Linked DNA regions of Mus musculus: region 2 is linked to region 1. Evidence: chromatin contacts called from public HiChIP or PLAC-seq data. All regions are on one chromosome and are shown on one strand. The core of a region is the stretch at or near the end of the contact, and the rest is flanking DNA. Distances in the headings are between cores, read along the strand shown.

Evidence for each region. HiChIP or PLAC-seq counts read pairs in DNA pulled down with a chosen protein or histone mark.
Region 2: a contact with region 1 is called in an H3K4me3 HiChIP or PLAC-seq map of the SCID.adh cell line, with 20 read pairs. The contact joins the enhancer-like site here to the promoter of Snu13 in region 1. A contact is called at or near these places in 9 of 39 promoter capture datasets (the 3T3-L1 cell line, the C10 cell line, the HPC-7 cell line and 4 more), 4 of 484 Hi-C or Micro-C datasets (CD8 T cells, Th1 cells, nephron progenitors and 1 more), 9 of 115 datasets of contacts at active chromatin or transcription factors (the 230-238 cell line, the SCID.adh cell line, T-cell acute lymphoblastic leukemia and 4 more) and 2 of 9 other capture datasets (adipose tissue and liver).

The regions. Positions count from the first base shown.
Region 1 is chr15:82,046,174-82,049,142 of GRCm38.p6, forward strand. It overlaps Snu13 (SNU13 homolog, small nuclear ribonucleoprotein (U4/U6.U5)), which reads right to left and starts at 1,425. Exons shown (of 3, transcript NM_011482.4): 1 at 1,314-1,425. The coding sequence starts at 1,316.
Region 2 is chr15:82,162,736-82,165,610 of GRCm38.p6, forward strand. The region is part of intron 1 of Srebf2 (sterol regulatory element binding factor 2); the gene reads left to right. Among named protein-coding and RNA genes, the nearest start is that of Srebf2, 17 kb to the left of the region's middle. Within about 2 kb of position 1,451, at least 150 of the 459 cell types and tissues checked have an H3K27ac peak or open chromatin away from gene starts, as enhancers often do. A contact at or near this core is called in the 230-238 cell line, CD8 T cells, the HPC-7 cell line and 7 more, where this site is marked.

The DNA of each region.
Region 1 (2,969 bases), core at 175-2,674:
TGTTACTAGTCTATATTTCCTGGTTTTGTGTATTAGAGAAACGTTACTGCAAGCAGTACATCTGCTATGGCAGCAGCCTCCTGGTCTAATCAGGAGGATCCAAGAATGATGACTGACCAGCCTTGGTGTAGTGGCACACACCTGTAAGCCCAGCATTCTGGAGGCCGGCCAAGGCAGGGAGATCTCATGTCCAAAGCCAGAACTCGCCCGTCCTTAAGCGATGCATGTTTGTACTCCGCCTGCTACAAGCGACCCGTTGTCCCCACTTCCCAGCCTAGACAAACTGCTGCAGAGTTCACCAAGAGCACCGCACTTCAAAACTCTTCCCTGGTTCAACACTGGCTCAGCCACTCTCTCTCTCTCAAACTCTAGACTCGGTCAGTAGTTGCTAAACCTCAGGGGTGGGAGCACGAAAACAAAGCCGACCACCCAAGGGCTGGATGAAATCGCACCAGGCCTGAAAGGGCTCAGCCAAACGGAGCCCTGTACACCATCACAAAGTGGAGACGCTCAAACGCTATCATCCCACGTGGGGCTACCAGGACCACGGATTTCTGAAGGCGTCGGTCGCTCTCATGGTGGGAGCCTTTCCTGAGCTTCCTTCACATTCCATGTGACCCCAAATTTAAAAAAGGAGGCGAGGGTGGGGTGGTGGTGGTTACCTAGTCCGGAGGGCGCGATGGTACGCGCCTTTAATCCCAGCACTGGTGAGGCAGATCTCTTGAGAGCTCAAGGCCAGCTTAGTTTACAGAGTTCCAAGGCCAACCAGGGCTCCATGAGCCCCTAAAAACAAACTAAACCAAAAAGCGCCCCCGAATTCCCTAAGTCTTAGTTCCCGACAGACCCTGGCTGCGGACCCCACGGCGATCCCCTTCCTCAACCCCGGGAGTGGAGAAGACGTGGGTAGTGAGTGCCTCGCATCCCGGGATTTCACCTCATCCCCCAGTGTTTAAAAAGAAAAGAGAAAGAAAACGAGAAGGAGAACAGACGGGCTTCCACACGCGTTCACCATCCCACGTGGGGCGCTCATTTTCCCACGCTGCGCCATGCCTGTCCCCTCGCCGCGGCCTCTGGGCACGCCCACGGCTGCAAAGCCCACCGGGCCGCAGCGACCTGGGACCTCAGCTGCCCGGGATCTCCACTCCGCCGCCCCAGGAACGACCTCGCGGGCCGCCGGAGTTCCAGCCCCGGGCCTGGAGGTCGGCCATCTCGGGGCGGGCGACATGTCGCACGCGCTCCACCTCCCCCAAGACGCAGCGAACAGGGCCCGCGGCCCGCGCTCCCCGTGCTTGCGGCCCGCCGCGCTCACTCACCATGGCTGCGGTGCGCCGGTCTCGCCGCGACTCGACGACAGCCCAACTCAAGAGGGACTGAAACGCCGCGCAGGAAAAAGGAGCGGAAATCACTTCAGAAGCGGCAGGAAGCGGAAGTGACGCCACAGAGCGCGCGCAATGACGGCGTCCCGCCCCCTTCCCGGAAGAAGAGAGTGCTGAAGTCATCTTTGGATGTGGGAGATGCGTTTTTTCAGATTTTATTAGCGTTCTAGTTAGGATCGGCAAAAGATTGTGAATAAACCACTCGGGAAGTGGCACACTAGTACAACGGGTTGTGAGGGTTGCCATTTCATAACCAGGCTTTTTTTTTTTTTTCGAGACAGGGTTTCTCTGTGCAGCCCTGGCTGTCCTGGAACTCGCTTTGTAGACCAGGCTGCCCTCGAACTCAGAAATCCACCTGCCTCTGCCTCCCAAGTGCAGGGATTAAAGGCATGCGCCACCACGCCAGGCTTTTTTTTTTTTTTTTTTTTTTTTTTTTTTTCTGAGTACATAGTGTACCCTTTTCAAAACCATCCTCTCAGGCGGAGGTTGATTTCTACAATTAGCTGGAATAATGCAGTGGTTGTGAGTCTCTTGGGGAGTGTGTGTCAAAAGACCCTTTCCCAGGGGCCGCCGAAGACCATCGGAAGACACGATTCATAACAGTAGCAAGATTACAGTTATGAAGTAGCAACGAAAGTAATTTTATGGTTGGGGGTCACCACAACATGAACTGTATTAAAGAGCTGCAGCAATGGGTAGGTCAAGAGCCATTGGACTAGGGGGCTAGTTAGTGAATGACAGGGAGGTTGTGTTTGGAGTAATTATGTAGGACACCTGCTTCCTTCTTCTGAGCATCTTGCCCCTTTCTTAGTGATGCACCAAAACTTCGTTATGAAAGGATAAACTCAAGTCTAGCGCTCCCTCCCATGAGCTCTTCCGTGATCCTCGTGGCTTCTCAGTCTTTTCCAACATGATGCCAAACACATCTTGGGGCTATTTGGATCTAGCCCAGACCCCACCATTAGAGCCAATTTCAGCTCATTGTGTCACAACTGTAGAGCTGAGAACTGGGAGGACCTTTAAGAGCCTTACAAAATAGTTCCTCATTTTTACAGATGAGAACAAAGTGTAAAGAAGGGAAGCCTGCCCACTGTCAGGAATCAAACAGTGGCAAAGCTAAAACCGGACCTTGAGATTTTTAGCATTGGGGGTCAGGCAACCACATGGATTCAAACTGCCAACAGGAGGGAACATTTCTAGAGACTGGCGAGATGCCTCCCTGGTTCAGCACACTGGCTGCTCTTCTATAGGATATGGGTTCAATTCCCAACACCCACATGGCAACTGACAACACTTGTGACTCCAGTTACAGAAAGATTCAACTGCCTCTTCTAGCATCCATGGGCACTGTGATGCACAGACTTGCATGCAGGCAAACAATCACACATAAGAGACACTTTTTAAGAATATTGATCAGGGCAATGGTGGCGCATGCCTTTGATCCCAGCACTTGGGTGGCAGAGGCAGGCAGATCTCTGTGAGTTCAAGGCCAGCCTGGTCTACAGAGTAAGTTCCAGGACAGCCAGGGCTACACAGAGAAACCCTGTTTCCAAAATGTAGTGGGGTGTCAACACAAATTCACGGAAGAACATG
Region 2 (2,875 bases), core at 201-2,700, 120 kb after region 1:
ACAGCCAGATACAGTAACAGAGACACCCTATCTCAAAAAAAGAAAACAGATAAAACCAACCAAACAAACAAACAGAAAATAAATGGCTAGAAGCCAGGCGTGGTGACACATGTGTGTAATGTTTGTACTCAGGAGGTGGGACGGGAGCCTTCAGGGTCCTCTTCAGCTCCATAAGGAGTTCAGAAAGAGCCTGGGGTCCATGAGACTGGATCTCAGTACCCTACACACACCAAGAACGGGGGTGTCACATGTTACTGTTATGTTAGCCACATAAAAGTAATATAAATTAACAGGGCCAGTTGTAATCACCTTCTATAAATTTAAATAAAGCATACATATGATTTCTAAATAGAAAATACAATTTTCTTTTAGACATGAATAGTGTAATGGCTTTTTAAAAATTATTTAAATGATTTCTGTATGTGGGGGGACACGGGTCAGTTCTCCCCTCCACCACAGGCATTCCAAGGATCAGCTCAGGTCACCAGGCTTTGTGACAGACTTCCTCATTCACCAGGCCATCTTGCTGGCCCTCCTTTATTCCTTTAACTTTTAAACAAGAGATTTATTTTATGGGTATGAGTGTTTTTCCTGCATATAAGTGCACTGCATGTATGTGTGTGCACCGTGTCCATACCTGTTACCCACAGAGGCGGGTACATCTTGAGACTGGAGTTGCAGGTTATGAGCCACCATGTAGGTGCTGCGAATCAGACCCAGGAAACATCCTTTGAAAGAGCAAGCAGCCTGTGTGCTCAGCCACTGAGGCATCTCTCCAGCCCTCGTTGGTTGCTGCTGTGTGCCTCAGCCTCTTGAATGCCGGAATGGTGCACATGGGTCATCACAGCTGGCTCTGATGTCTTCTGCTTGTGGAACCTGGGACTCTGGGTGTTAGTCAGCTGCTATACCGCTAAGCTATCTCCAGCCTAGGTTCTTCTAAATGGAACCTTGTGTTCAGGAGCTCTCAGATAGCTGGACGAGAGGTGTCGAGTCCTTGGCGAAAGCCTTTAAGTAGGATGGTGAGCCAGCATAGAGAAAGAATAAAGGTGATCTTAGCAGAAAGGACATGGTGGTCTTACTCTGAGAATGACTCACCAACCCCAAACTGGTGCAGAAAGAGAAGTGGGTATCTTTGAAGGCTAGGTGAGTGGGAAGTGAAAGAAAGCTGTGGGTGTTGGAGGGCTCAGGACTGGGCAGGGCCGAGAAATGGCTCAGAGGACCAAAATTCAGTTCCAAGCACCTACAACCATCTGTAACTAACTTGAGCTCAAGGGGGAATCTAACTGGTCCCCTGGAGCACCCACATAAGCTGGACAGACAGATGTTCACGCTTCTTAAATAAAGAGAGAACAATTTGCAAGAAGGGCTGAAATGTGGTTTGTAGCTGGCAGGTGGCTCAGCAGTTCAGAGCACTTGCTGGTCTGTAGAGGGCCTGCGTTCAGTGGCCTGCACTAGGAGGCAGCGCACAACCATTTGTAACTCTAGTTCCAGGCGTCTTGTTTGAACAATGGCTGTGCAGGTCAGATGGTGATTGGTGTCTGACAGAAGACTAGTTGAATTGAAAACAGGGTGTGGGGTGGAGTGATAAGGTGCCATAGAGAGAAGCTTTGAAACAGTCAGTCTTAGGGTGAACCTGTGGCAGAGAAGAAAACCTGTGGAAAGTCCTATTGAAAATAGCTCTTCTGGGTGAGACAGTTGAACGGGCTCCAGCCTTGGGCTATGGAGACTGGAGAAGTCAGTACTTCATTCCCTCCCCACCCCCCCTCCCCACCCCTCCCACCCCGAACTGCAGAGGTGCCTTCTGGGTGCCTGGGAAAGGAGGAGAGAGCCGGACAGAGAGAACTAGGAGGCCACATTGAGTTGCTCTAGGTTTCTTGTGTGCTTTTTCTCTTGGGGGTGGGGTGTAGGCATGTGAATGTGCTGATAGTGGAAGCCAGAGCAAAGCATGTAGCCTTGGCGGCATGGTAAACGCCAAGTTATATGGTAAGTTATAGAGTAACTTACTGAACTGGGGGTCAGCTGTGAGTCATAAGCACACTCAGCCACGCCCGGCTTTTTGTATGAGTGCTGGGGATTTGAACTCAGGTTCTCATATTCACAGAGCAAACACTCTTACACACTGAACCAGGCCACCGCCTCCTTCTCCTTCTCCTCCTCTTCTATCTCCTCATCTTCCTCCTCCTTATCATCTTCTTCCTCCTTCTCCTCCTCCTCCTCTTGTTTTTTCAAGACAGGGTTTCTCTGTCTAGCTCTGGCTATGGTGAAACTGCGGATCAGGCTGGCCTCTGCTTCCTAAGCACTGGGATTAAAGGTGTGCACCACCACCATCCGGTCTATTTTCTAAATTTGTTTATAATAAATATATTATTCCTTTCATGATTTTAAAAATTGTCTAGAGCTGGCAAGATGCCTTAGCAGGTAAAGGCACTTGTCACCAAGGCTGATGGCCCGCGTCCCATCACTAGAGCACACACGGCGGGAAGAGAAAACTGACTCACCCCTACCTCTTTATACATGTGCCTTGGTATACACAAGCTCCCCCTGCCCCGTAAATAAATATAACTCAAAAATAAAACATATTATCTAACAACATTCATAATAAATATAAAGTGTAAGAATAACATTGTACTAATGTCTCAACGAATTAATAAAATATGTATTGAAAAAATAAGTAGTGGGGCTTGCAGAGGACACCCCAGCCACATGGCAGCTAGTAAAACAGTCTGTAACTCCAGGGGATCCAGCGCCCTCTTCTGTCCTCTGTGGGTACTGCATGTACGTGGTGCTCAGACACATTCAGGGAAAACCCCCATACAATAAGAATAAGTGACCTTTGCTCTGTGCAGTCACTCACTGTAGTCTAAGGTCTGAGGAG